Regions from separate parts of the Zea mays genome. Here region 1 is linked to region 2. The links are chromatin contacts, called in public Hi-C maps. All regions are on one chromosome and are shown on one strand. Each heading gives the region's core, a stretch centred on a gene start, on an enhancer-like site or on the middle of the called end of the contact. The rest is flanking DNA. Distances are from core to core; before and after follow the strand shown.

Region 1 (7,370 bases), core at 4,465-6,964, 120 kb before region 2:
ACTTGGAACCCAAGGAAGTAGTTCAACTCGCCCATCATCGACATCTCAAACTTTTGAGTCATCACCCTGCTAAACTCTTCACAAGACTTTTGGTTAGTAGAACCAAATATTATGTCATCGACATAAATTTGGCACACAAATAAGTCACCATCACAAGTCTTAGTGAATAAAGTTGGATCGGCTTTCCCAACCTTGAAAGCATTAGCAATTAAAAAGTCTCTAAGGCATTCATACCAGGCTCTTGGGGCTTGCTTAAGTCCATAGAGCGCCTTAGAGAGCTTACACACGTGGTCGGGGTACCGTTCATCCTCGAAGCCAGGGGGTTGCTCCACGTACACCTCCTCCTTGATTGGCCCGTTGAGGAAAGCGCTCTTCACATCCATTTGGAACAACCTGAAAGAATGGTGAGCGGCATATGCTAGCAAGATACAAATGGACTCTAACCTAGCCACAGGAGCAAAAGTCTCCTCAAAGTCCAAACTTGCGACTTGGGCATAACCTTTTGCCACAAGTTGAGCCTTGTTCCTCGTCACCATGCCGTGCTCTTCTTGTTTGTTGCGGAACACCCACTTGGTTCCCACAACATTTTGCTTAGGACGAGGCACCAGTGTCCAAACTTCATTTCTCTTGAAGTTGTTGAGCTCCTCCTGCATGGCCAACACCCAGTCCGTATCTAGCAAGGCCTCTTCTACCCTGAAAGGCTCAATAGAAGAGACAAAAGAGTAATGCTCACAGAAGTTAGCTAATCTAGAGCGAGTAGTTACTCCCTTGCTAATGTCACCCAAAATTTGGTCGACGGGATGATTCCTTTGAATCGTCGCTCGAACTTGGGTTGGAGGTGCCGGTTGTGCTTCTTCCTCCATCACATGATCATCTTGTGCTCCCCCTTGATCACACGCCTCCTCTTGATGAATCTGTTCATCGTCTTGAGTTGGGGGATGCACCATTGTTGAGGAAGATGGTTGATCTTGCTCCAATTGTTCCTGTGGTCGCACATCGCCAATCGCCATGGTGCGTATTGCGGCCGTTGGAACGTCTTCTTCATCTACATCATCAAGATCAACAACTTGCTCTCTTGGAGAGCCATTAGTCTCATCAAATACAACGTCGCTAGAGACTTCAACCAAACCCGATGATTTGTTGAAGACCCTATACGCCTTTGTATTTGAGTCATAACCTAACAATAACCCTTTCTTCACTAGAATGTAACATTTGCTCTCAAATACACGAAAGTAAGATACATTGGGTTTGTTACCGGTTAGAAGCTCATACGAAGTCTTCTTGAGGAGGCGATGAAGATACACCCGGTTGATGGCGTGACAAGCCGTGTTCACGGCTTCCGACCAAAAGCACTCGGGAGTCTTGAACTCTCCAAGCATCGTCCTTGCCATATCGATGAGTGTCCTGTTCTTCCTCTCTACCACACCATTTTGCTGTGGTGTGTAGGGAGCGGAGAACTCGTGCTTGATCCCTTCCTCCTCAAGGTACTCCTCCACTTGAAGGTTCTTGAACTTGGACCCGTTGTTGCTCCTTATCTTCTTCACCTTGAGCTCAAACTCATTTTGAGCTCTCCTTAGGAAGCGCTTGAGGGTCCCTTGGGTTTCAGATTTATCCTGCAAAAAGAATACCCAAGTGAAGCGGGAAAAATCATCAACTATAACAAGACCATACTTACTTCCCCCGATGCTTAGGTAGGCGACGGGTCCGAAGAGGTCCATATGAAGCATCTCCAAAGGTCTTGATGTGGTCATCACATTTTTGGTATGATGAGAGCTTCCCACCTGTTTACCTGCTTGACAAGATGCACAAGGTCTATCTTTTTCGAAAGTCGCATTAGTTAGACCTATCATGTGTTCTCCCTTTAGAAGCTTGTGAAGGTTCTTCATCCTCACATGTGCTAAGCGGCGATGCCACAGCCAGCCCATGCTAGTCTTAGCAATTAAGCATGCATCTAGACCGGCCTCCTCTTTTGCAAAATCAACTAAATAAAGTTTGTCGTCTAGTACACCCTTAAAAGCCAATGAACCATCACTTCTTCTAAAGACAGACACATCTACATTTGTGAATAAAAAATTATATCCCATATTGCATAATTGACTAACGGATAACAAATTATATCCAAGTGACTCAACTAAAAACACATTAGAAATATAGTGCTAGGATGAAATAGCAATCTTCCCTAACCCTTTCACCTTGCCTTGGTTCCCATCACCGAATATGATTGAATCTTGGGAATCCTTGTTCTTGACAAAGGAGGTGAACATCTTCTTCTCCCCCGTCATGTGGTTTGTGCATCCGCTGTCGATAATCCAGCTTGAACCCCCGGATGCATAAACCTGCAAGGCAAATTTAGGCTTGGGTTTTAGGTACCCAACTCTTGTTGGGTCCTACAAGGTTAGTCACAATGGTTTTAGGGACCCAAATGCAAGTTTTATCTCCCTTGCATCTTGCCCCTAATTTCCTAGCAATTACCTTCTTATCCTTTCTACAAATAGCAAAGGACGCATTGCAAGTATGAAAAATTGTAGAAGGTTCATTAATTACTTTCCTAGGAACATGAACAATATTCTTTCTAGGCACATGATGAATATTTTTCCTAGGCATATCTCTACCATGCACAACATGGGAACTAGAAGCAGTCATAGCATATGAATCATAAGCACAGGTCCTATACATATTTCTAGAAAATTTTCTATCACCATAAATGAAAGCATGGTTCTTTTGAACACTATTAGTCATAGAGGCCTTCCCTTTCTCCTTGGCGGGGATGGAAGCTTTATGACTAGTTAAGTTCTTGGCTTCCCTCTTGAAACCAAGCCCATCCTTAATTGAGGGGTGTCTAGCAATCGTGTAGGCATCCCTCGCAAATTTTAGTTTATCAAATTCATTTTTGCTAGTCTTAAGTTGGGCATTAAGACTAGCCACTTCATCATTTAACTTTGCAATAGACACTAGGTGTTCACTACAAGCATCAACATTAAAATCTTTACACCTAGTGCAAATCACAACATGTTCTACACAAGAGTTAGATCTATTTGCTACTTCTAGTTTAAGCTAGAAATAGAGTCATGGCATGTAGACAATTCACCAGAAAGCATTTCATTCCTTTTAATTTCCAAAGCAAGGGATTTTTGTGCCTCTACAAACTTATCATGTTCTTCATACAAAAGATCCTCTTGCTTTTCTAATAACCTATTCTTATCATTCAAGGCATCAATTAATTCATTAATTTTATCAATTTTAGTTCTATCCAGTCCCTTGAACAAACTAGAGTAATCTATTTCATCATCATCACTAGACTCATCCTCACTTGAAGAAGCATAGGTAGTATTCCGAGTATATACCTTCTTCTCCTTCGCCATGAGGCATGTGTGACGCTCGTTGGGGAAGAGGGATGACTTGTTGAAGGCGGTGGCGGCGAGTCCTTCGTTGTCGGAGTCGGACGACGAGCAATCCGAGTCCCACTCCTTGCCAAGGTGTGCCTCGCCCTTAGCCTTCTTGTAAGACTTCTTCCTTTCCCTCTTGTTCTCTTGTTCCTGGTCACTATCATTATCGGGACAGTTAGCGATAAAATGACCAACCTTACCACATTTGAAGCATGAGCGCTTCCCCCTTCGTCTTGTTCTTGTTAGGCTGCCCCTTGCGACCCTTTAGCGCTGTCTTGAAGCGCTTGATGATGAGGGCCATCTCTTCCTCATTTAGTCCCGCCGCCTCAACTTGCGCCACCTTACTAGGTAGCGCCTCCTTGCTACTCGTTGCCTTGAGAGCAACGGGTTGAGGCTCATGGATTGGACCATTCAACGCGTCGTCCACGTATCTCGCCTCCTTGATCATCATTCTCCCACTTACAAACTTCCCAAGTACTTCTTCGGGTGACATCTTGGTGTACCTAGGATTTTCACGAATATTGTTCACAAGATGTGGATCAAGGACAGTAAAAGACCTTAGCATTATGCGAACGACGTCGTGGTCCGTCCATTGCGTGCTTCCGTAGCTCCTTATTTTGTTGATGAGGGTCTTGATCCGGTTGTATGTTTGAGTTGGCTCCTCTCCCCTTATCATTGCAAATCTTCCAAGCTCGCCCTCCACCAACTTCATCTTGGTGAGCATGGTGACGTCGTTCCCCTCATGCGAGATCCTGAGGGTGTCCCAGATCTGCTTGGCATTGTCCAAGCCGCTCACCTTATTGTACTCTTCCCTGCACAAAGATGCTAAAAGGACAGTAGTAGCTTGTGCATTTTTATGGATTTGTTCATTTATAAACATGAGACTATCCGAGCTATCAAATTTCATTCCACTCTCTATAATCTCCCATATGCTTGGATGGAGAGAGAACAAGTGACTACGCATTTTGTGACTCCAAAATCCGTAGTCCTCCCCATCAAAGTGTGGAGGTTTGCCAAGAGGAATGGAAACCAAATGTGTATTTGAACTATGCATAATACGAGAATAATCGAAAGACAAGTTTGAGTTAACCGTCTTCTTTTTCTCGTAGTCGTTGTCGTCGTCCTTTTGGGAAGAAGAGGACTCGACGCTGTCGTCGTAGTAGACTATCTCCTTGATACGCCTTGTCTTCTTCTTCTTCCCATCTTTTCGTTTGTAGCCCGAGCCCGAGTCGGTAGGCTTGTCATCTTTCGGCTCGTTGACGAAGGACTCCTTCTCCTTATCATTGATCACAATCCCCTTGCCCTTAGGATCCATCTCTTCGGGCGATTAGTCCCTTTGTGAAGAGAACGACTCTGATACCAATTGAGAGCACCTAGAGGGGGGTGAATAGGTGATCCTGTAAAAACTTAAACTTAAAGCCACAAAAACTTGATTAAGCGTTAGCACAATAAGGCCAAGTGGCTAGAGAGGAGTTCTTGCAAAACACAACAACCACAAGAGGATCAACACAGATAGACACAGTGGTTTATCCGTGGTTCGGCCAAGTACAAAACTTGCCTACTCCACGTTGTGGCGTCCCAACAGACGAGGGTTGCAATCAACCCCTCTCAAGCGGTCCAAAGACCCACTTGAATACCACGATGTTTTGCTTTGCTTTACTATATCCCGCTAGCGAGGAATCTCCACAACTTAGAGTCTCTCGCTCTTACACTTTGATGTTCATAAAGAAGCACGGAGTAAGGGAGGGATGAATTTTGTTACATACCTATACCCTAATAGGGGAATTCCCCAAGAGTTGGCGGGTATCAGATCCCTATTGACATCTCTAGTTGGAACCATACCAATCAGGACATTGGCTGTTCAGCAAGAGACCGTGCCATTTTGGGCTTTTATTCGCTTGTTGGGTTCGACGAAGAACGAACCGTAATTGCAACCGCAATTGTGCATAGGTTTAGCATGCCGACCCAGTACCTTCCCTGTGACCCTGTCTCATTGCTCTCTGGTCCTCCAAGGACACGCGTAACTAACGGTTTTTCAATCACACTAAAAAAAAATTGTGGCCCACATGCAGACTTCGGAACAAATTGTGTACCGACGTACAAAAATCGCTCCCGTTCCACTAATCAAGATCCCCGTCCTCCAGGTCCCAACTCCCAACCAATAGAGCGTGAGCTTACCCTCCCCGATCCGCGTCACAGCTTAGCGACTATCATCAACCGTCCGATCGTGGGTAGCCAAGCACAACGACGCCCGATCCGCACGGTTCGTTTGAACCACAAGCTAAACTGCCCCATATATAGTTCCCTACCCCTACCCAACCGCCGCCATCAATAGCCAGTTCTAATCTCAGGTTTGGGGGGAAAAGGCCTCGCGGGTCGCAAACCGCTCTCTGTTGATTTGGGATTTGGGAGGCGCTCGAGGTAACCATGCTTTCCGACACAGTATTCGAATTTTCGGTTCCTGCAGTTACTGACTCGTTCGCGGTTTTGTTAGTTTACGGAAGCGGCGCTCGTCGCCGATTCGAATATCTGTCGCGATTAGGGTTCCATGATTAGGGATTAGGGTATGGTTGGTCGCTGGAATTTTCGGTTCGCTCATGCTTAATCTCGTGCACATGTGGTTGCCTGTGCCTACGTGCTGCGGGGTCGTTGGCTTTTTTTTGTTTGGCAATTACTATCGTGATACGATGTTGCCAATCACATGATTTCGCAAGCATACATGGCTTCGTTTTAGGCATAAATCATCTATCACGATGCGGCTAACCCACACCGTTAGAACTGATGGTTATAGATGTGGTTTTACTGATACTGTTATGTCGTGCCTGATCACTGGATTCAATGCCTGGTCATTGGATTCGACAAACCTTGTTCTTTCATAGTTAAGCATCCGATTGTGACGATGTTGTGGCGGGCCTCGTCAATGTTGTCATTTACCATTGATCAACAATAATTCAACTGATGTTCGGTGCACTTAAACTAGTGTACATGGTGCAATTTTATATGTGGTTGTGTGTTGTTATATGAAAGCAGCAACGTTGATGTTAATTGTTCTGTTCCTTAAGAAAAAAAGTGCCCAAACCTGTCTGTCGCCTGTTGATGTGACACAAATATATGTTGATATTTTCACGTCTGGGGTGGTTCACATTATCATTTTATGGACGAATCAATTTGTTGAAAGACATGATCATGATATTTTGTATCATTGTGTCATTATTCTTGTGAGAAGATGGGATAGTGATCAGGCTACAATAGCTGTCTATTCAGATTGTTTGTTCCTTATTCGCAGTTGTAATGATAGTGTTCTTATTAGATCATCTCATGTGTTCTTTTGGATTAGGATCAGTCTGAGGTTTATAATTTATACTTTCCAAGAAAATTAGTCTTTAGCTCCATTGTGCCGTAAAACTAATCTGACACAGTTTTAAACCTATGCGTGATGAATTATTTATGTAATTAATTTGTCAGGAGTATTCTAAAGATTTTGGCTAACCTTTTACTTATAATTTTTTTGCAGTTTTCAGGTAAACCATAGTTTAGTGACCCATGGCTCGTACTAAGCAAACTGCTCGCAAGTCCACTGGAGGGAAGGCTCCTAGGAAGCAACTTGCCACCAAGGTTTGGTTCTAGTAATCTGTTCTTGTACCATTTTTATTATTGTTTGTTGTTATGCTGTACATACTTCACCTTTATGTGTATAAACTATGAACTGGTCATTAAACTTCGAATTGGACAGTAGGTCATCTTAGATATATTTGTGAAACAATCATTAACTTAGTTTTGTTAATTTGACAGGCTGCCCGTAAGTCTGCACCCACAACTGGGGGAGTAAAGAAGCCTCATCGTTACCGCCCTGGAACTGTTGCTCTTCGGTGGGCGATACATGATTCTTTTGATTGTTTACTGTTTATTACACTTCAAATAATATGACAATTGTTCTCCCTGACTTTGCAGTGAAATCCGCAAGTATCAGAAGAGCACTGACCT
Region 2 (6,996 bases), core at 1,113-3,612:
TGAAGAGAAAGTATGCATATATATAGGCGAGAGCAATGTGGCTTCAGGGGGAAGCTCGTGGCTTTGGTTGGAAGCCAACCGTGGCTTCCTACGTACGAATGGTCGGTGTCTGCTTCCAACGTAAGCTTGGTTCAATTTTTGACGTCGCAATGTTTCTGAATAATTTTGATGACGCACAATTGTGAAGTTTTGTATGCAATTTCGAATTAAATTTTAACTCAAATGTTTGTTTTGTATATTATGCATAATTTGTAAACAAAAAATAAATTTATTTTTTTATAAATTTATAACATGGCAACATGCCGGACGTGTGAAAAGGAAAAAATAAAATAGAAAATGAAGTTGGTTATGTTAGTTAGGTGGAAATGTATATTTAATGAGTAGAGGGATATATAGGGGAATTTTTAGGGGGAACGGTTGCAGGATAAGTGAATATAGGGGAGGGAATCTTGCTGACGTGGCTGCATAGTAACATTTAGGGGGAAAATTTAGGGGACACCGCTGCGGACAGTCTGACCCCTGCCGCCCCTCCTCTTACTCATACTGAAAGGGAAATAGGGTCAAACCTTTTTCCTAAATGATTTTGGTGGTTGAATGCCCAACACAGATAATTGGATTAACTAGTTTGCTCTAGATTATGTATTCTACAGGTGCATAAAAGTTCTACACAAACCAATAAAAGATCAAAGTTATGGTTCAAAAGAAAGGAGCAAAAGAAACCAAACGGACAGTGTCCGATGCACCAGGGGTCATATACTCCAAACTCCTCGACTTTGGGTTTCTCAGAGGCCGCTCCGCTAAAATTCACCGGACTGTCCGATGTGCCACCGGACTGTCCGATGTGCCACCGGACTGTCCGGTGCACCAAGCGGAGCAATGGCTATCTGCGCAATGGTCGTCTGCAAAAGCGTGAACAGTGCACGCAAAAGTCAGAGCAGGCGCCAGAGGCGCAACGGACAGTGAACAGTGGCAGTCCAGTGCGGCACCGGACTGTCCGGTGCACCAAGAAGTCAGAACTCCAACGGTCGAAACCGTTAGAACCTTAACGGTTGTGTGACGTGGCTGGTGCACCGGACAGTGTCCGGTGGCGCACCGGACTGTCCGGTGCGCCCATCGACAGCAGCCTTCCCCAACGATTGAATTGGTGGTTGGGGGGCTATAAATACCCCACAACCACCACCACTCCAAGTATCCAAGATTTTCAGACATTGCATTCAATACAAAAGCTCTAGACTTCACTCTAAGACACAAAACAAAAGATCAAATCCTCTCCAAGTCCCAAACTCATTCCAAAGACTTAGTGGCTTGTGAGAGAGAGACATTTGTGTTCATTTGAGTTCATGTTCTTAAATCGCTTTCTTCTTCCCCATTCTTGTTCTTAGGACACTTGTAATCAAAGCAAGAGACACCAAGTTGTGGTGGTCCTTGTAGGGGTCTAAGTGACCTATTTGATTAAGGAGAAAGCTCACTCGGCCTAGGTGACCGTTTGAGAGAGGGAAAGGGTTGAAAGAGAGCCGATCTTTGTGACCACCTCAACGGGGAGTAGGTTTGCAAGAACCGAACCTCAGTAAAACAAATCACCGTGTCATCCGCTTCATTTGCCTTTGATTTGTTTTTCACCCTCTTTCTTGGACTCGGATTTTATTCTAAAGCTAACCCCGGCTTGTAGTTGTGCTTAAAGTTTGTAAAATTTTAGATTCCGCCTATTCACCCCCTCTAGGCGACTTTCACATACCGCTGTCAACGTCCTCTCCCCTTTCTTCTTTAAGATTGTAGCGTTAGCACGAGCTATAGAAGTTCCCATAATATGTCGTCCTAGATTTTTTTCTTTTATTTAATTTTCTCTCCACGTATGTAGGGCTGGATATCGAGCTAGTTCGGCTCGGCTCTTTAAAGAACCGAGCTAAAGAATTAGATTGGCTCGACACGTCTTGCGAGCTTGAGCTGGCTCGTTTAGCTCCGGAGCCAGAACAAAAAAAACAATATACAAATATACAATATAATCAATTAGTAGTTAGTTCTAGACTAATTTAACACTAAAAAAATTATACTCACAATTTCACATACCACATCAATTCAACACCAAATTAACACACTTCATCATTTATTAGTTCATCCAACACAACCGTAGACTTTGTTTTGCTGACAAATGGTAGCCCGTTCGAGCTAACGAGCTGACTCGTTAGTAAATCGAGCTAGGATGCTAGCTCAGCCCACGATAAACTTGAAACACGTCGAGTCGAACCGAGTTAACCACAAGTTAAGTGAGTTTCACAAGCTATAATTATTTTGTCCTGTTCTACACGTACGCTGGCGACGAATCCAGCATAGTTGCGTAGGCCAGGCCAGTTTTAAAGTCCAGCCCATTACTGATAGGAGGTAGACCGGCAAACCGCGCAGCAGCAGCTCGAGAAGGCTGCATCCATACAAGGGTTGCATTTTCTTTTTTCGTTTGAAAAGTCTCCAAAGTGGTGGTGTCCTTTTGCTTTTGGCACGGGACACGACCAACTCATTTTACCCGTGCGTGGCAGCCTTGACTGATCGGCCGGCCGGTCTTCCATTCGAAACTCGAAAGTGTACTCGTGCCTAACCCACCATTCTCGTCCTTCCCTAATGGACGGGTTCCTCTCCTGGCTAATCCAAAAAACACCAAACTCAATTTTTTTTAAAAAAAAACAGGAAACTCACAGCGCGATTTAACTTGTAAACCCTTGAGTTCCGACCAATCAAAAAAACCACCAAGCTCGTTGCGCGACTTAATAATAATTTAGCATTATAAACCCTGATGACTATGTCTGCGCTCTGAGCTTGACCAGTTTGTTGATTCGACCGCGAATGAGTCACACCACACCTAGCCCTTGACACGGGCCGTCAGCATGTTGTTTTCGAAACAGAGTCACAATGGCCAAGCCTGACTAACCTGGCTGAATTGAGCGGCCTTCAGGCGTTTTTTTCGTAAAAGAACGGGACAAAAATCGTTCCGACTACAGCGTGTTTAAGAGTCGTTCGGTTGTCTAGGAACGGTGACATGAAACCATTCTGAGCCAGATTACTTCTTTAATTTATATAAATTTTAATCAACTAGAAAAATTTCAGAGCCATTCCTAAGTGTTGATGCCTTTTCGGAGCGCCAAATACTCAAGAAGAACCGGCGGCGGTGCTCTCTGCACAGGGGCGGACGGTCCGCGCGCGGGGCCGGACGGTCCGCGGCCTGGTGCGAGGCGCGGTGATACTCTCTGCGCAGGGGCGGACTGTCCGCGGCCTGGGGCCGGACGGTCCGCGGCCTGATGCGCGGCTAGGGCTTCTCTGCCTGACGGCCGGACGGTTCGCGCCCTGGGGGCCGGACGGTCCGCGCGTACGCAGAGGCGGCGGAAGTCGCCGGCGGCGCCTGGATCTCGCTCGCGGGAGGGACCCCGGCGGGGAGGAGAGATCCTAGGTGGTGTCTAGGCTCGGGCCGGCCGACCTAGACTCCTCTAATCGACATAGAGCCGAAGAGAGACGAAGAATTTGGGGATTGGGAGGCTAAACCTAAACTAGACTAGAACTACTCCTAGGATAAAATGCGAATAAAAGTTGTATTGATTCGATTGTTGATGATTACAAATCGGCCGTAGACCTCTCTATTTATAGAGGAGGGGGGTTGGACCCTTTACACAACTAATTCCGAGCTAATCCCGCGAATATAGCTAACAACCGTAGCACAAAACTCGGAACCCTAATCTGTTCTGCGCACGCGCGGACAGTCCGGCCCACAGGCGCGGACCGTCCGGACCGCGGACCGTCCGGCCTCAGGGCCGGACAGTCCGCCGGCTCATTTCTGGTTCGAACATATGCCCCCTGCCTTTTGGTGGAGCTGGGCGAACCAAAAGCAACTAACTCGATGTGATCACATCGGTTTTCTTAAGCATCTTGCCACATACTAGGATGGTACTGTTTGAGGAAAACGCCCATTCAAAGCCTTAGGTAAATCCTTGCCTTGTAATGTTTGTAGTAAATAAGGGTTACCAGACATCACCTGTTTCACTTTATAAGGACCCTCCCAGCTTGGCGACCATTTCCCGAACTTTCGGTCTTTATTCCTTAGAGGTAGAATGGTCTTCCACACCAAGTCTCCTACTTGGAATGATTTTGCTTTGACCTTCTTGTTGTAGGCCCTGGCTACCATGATCTTGTCCTTTTCTATTGCTCCCAAAGCTATCATCCTCTTGTCGGTCACCTCATCAATATTATCCATCATTGAATTATAATAATCAGTAGCAGTTAGATCATTTTGTCTGGCAAACCTGACAGCATTCAAACTTATTTCCACAGGTAACACTGCTTCCTGCCCATAGACAAGCTCAAAAGGAGATACTTTAGTAGCACTATGTTTAGATATTCTATGAGCCCATAAAGCTTCAGACAAAATCTGATGCCAATGTTTAGGATTATCAGATACCTTCTTCTTTATCAAATTAATCAACGTCCTATTACTAGACTCGGCCTGTCCATTGGCCTGAGCATAATATGGCGACGAATTAAGCAGCTTAATTCTGTATAATTCAGCAAATTCACGTACCTCCTTTGACATAAAAGAAGTACCTTGATCTGTAGTCAAGGTCTGGGGAATGCCGAATCTATGAATAATATGCTCAGTTATGAACTCAATTACCTCCTTGTGCGTCATGTTCTTTAGAGCAACGACTTCAGTCCATTTGGTGAAATAGTCAGTGGCAACTAACACAAACTGATGCCCCTTTGATGATGAAGGATGAATTTCCCCAATAAAGTCTAATCCCCATCCTCTGAATGGCCAAGGCTTGATGATAGGATGTAATTCGGCTGCAGGGACCAACTGTAGGTCGCCGAATTTTTGACACACTTGGCACCCCTTGTAGTATTTGAAACAATCAGCTGTCATACTAGGCCAATAAAAACCAGACCTTCGCAACAACCACTTCATCTTTGGAGCTGATTGATGGGTACCACAAATTCCTTCATGTACTTCGGTCATGGCTAATATAGCATCATCTGAGCCCAAGCACTTAAGCAGGATGTCATTGACTGTTCGGCGGTAAAGTTCATCACTCATCAAAACATACTTGAAAGCTGTTCGCCGAATGTTTTTATCTGTCCTGATATTGGGATTTCGTAAATAATTAAGTATAGGTGTCCTCCAATCACTTGCATCGGCTTCATTGTCAGCCGAATTAAGGAAAAGAACATTTCTGGTAACCCCGGACGGTCCGGCGTCATCACGCGGACGGTCCGCGACCTGGGAATTTGGCTTTGTACTGGTTATCAGATTTTCAGTTTTGTGAAACTTCCCTCTCTTTATCCGATAACCAGATGCATCTTGTGCCAAATCATTAGCTCTATGATTCTCAACTCTAGAGATATGCCGAATACTGAATTCGTCAAAAGAATGGATTATGCTCCAACATTTCTCAAGGTAACTATTTAGAGTACTATCAAAACATTGATACTCTTCTAACACTTGTTGGACAACCAGCTGAGAATCACCAAATATCATCACATGTTTTACTCCCATACCATTTAAAAGTTCTAAACCGAATAGGAGGGCCTCATATTCAGCTTGATTATTAGTGCAATAAGTTTTCAATCGGCTAGAGAAGTCAAAGGAGACATTACTTGGTGAAACAAGTACAATGCCAATTCCTTGCCCTTCATTGCAAACCGATCCATCAAAATATAAAGTCCAAGGAGTAATAGTGAGGTATGACATGTCTAGCTCATGAATATCATTAACCCGATGTTCTACAATGAAATCCGCTACGACTTGGCCTTTCATAGATTTCAATGGTTCATAGGCCAAGTCATATTCTATTAGTGCATAAGCCCACTTACCAATTCTACCACTCATAATTGGGTTATGCAACATGTATTTGATCACATCGGCTTGACCAGAAACAGTGCAATGACTAGACAGTAAATAACATCTACATTTGGTGCATGCGTAAAACAAGCATAAGCATAACTTTTCAATAAAAGTGTACCTTGTTTCAGCATCCACCAACCTTCGGCTTAGATATGCCACAACATGCTCCTTCCCCTCAGTTTCTTGTGTCAGAACAGCCCCAATGACCTTATCCTCAGCTGCAATGTATAATCGAAATGGCACTCCTGCTTGTGGTGCTTTTAATACGGGAGACGAAGATAAGTATTTTTTGATGAGATCAAATGCCTCTTGCTGTTCTGCCCCCCAAGTGAATTCGGCATCATTCTTAAGCCGAAGAATAGGGGTAAACGCATCAATCTTCCCGGCTAGGTTAGAAATAAATCTTCGTAAATAATTCACCTTGCCGAGGAACCTCTGTACCTCGACTTTACAGGTCGGAGGCCCCACATTCCGAATAGACTTGATTCGGTCAGGGTCTATCTCTATACCATGTTCATGTATGACAAATCCTAAAAACTTACCAGCCGACACTCCAAAAGCACATTTGTGTGGGTTCATTTTCAAACCATACTGACGCATTTTATCAAAGGCCTTGCGCAAATCAGCTATATGAGAACTAAACTCAGCCGATTTGACTACAATATCATCAATGTAAACTTCCACAGTGTTTCCTAACAATTCATGGAAGATCAAATTCATAGCCCTCTGATAAGTAGCACCAGCATTTTTTAGACCAAATGTCATGACAACCCACTCAAATAAACCAATGAAGCCTGGACATATAAAGGTCGTTTTAGACGCATCTTCTTCGGCCATGAAAATCTGATTATATCCGGCATTACCATTAAGGAAGCTAATAATTCTATTTCCTGATGCATTATTGATTAATGTGTCGGCTATGGGCATGGGATATTCGTCTTTAGGAGTTGCTCTATTTAAATTGCGAAAATCAATGCATACTCTAAGTTTACCTGTCTCCTTCTTCTCCACCGACACAATATTGGAGACCCACTCTGCGTATCTGCAAGGTCTGATAAAATCAGCTTCTAGCAGCCGGTGGATTTCGTCCTTGATGCGTGGGAGAAGATCCGGACGAA

Evidence for each region. A called contact is a pair of places that touch in the nucleus more often than the background predicts.
Region 1: a Hi-C map of tassel shows a contact between it and region 2, with 2.0 times the contacts expected there. The contact joins the promoter of LOC100381287 here to the enhancer-like site in region 2. A contact is called at or near these places in 3 of 25 Hi-C or Micro-C datasets (leaf, tassel and an unstated tissue).

The regions. Positions count from the first base shown.
Region 1 is chr2:45,970,172-45,977,541 of Zm-B73-REFERENCE-NAM-5.0, reverse strand. LOC100381287 (histone H3.3) reads left to right here and starts at 5,714. Exons shown (of 5, transcript NM_001294303.2): 1 at 5,714-5,807; 2 at 6,901-7,001; 3 at 7,179-7,255; 4 at 7,338-7,370. The coding sequence starts at 6,930.
Region 2 is chr2:45,847,332-45,854,327 of Zm-B73-REFERENCE-NAM-5.0, reverse strand. No RefSeq gene overlaps it. Among protein-coding and RNA genes, the nearest start is that of LOC100384264, 12 kb to the right of the region's middle. Within about 2 kb of position 2,362, at least 14 of the 20 cell types and tissues checked have an H3K27ac peak or open chromatin away from gene starts, as enhancers often do. A contact at or near this core is called in leaf and tassel, where this site is marked.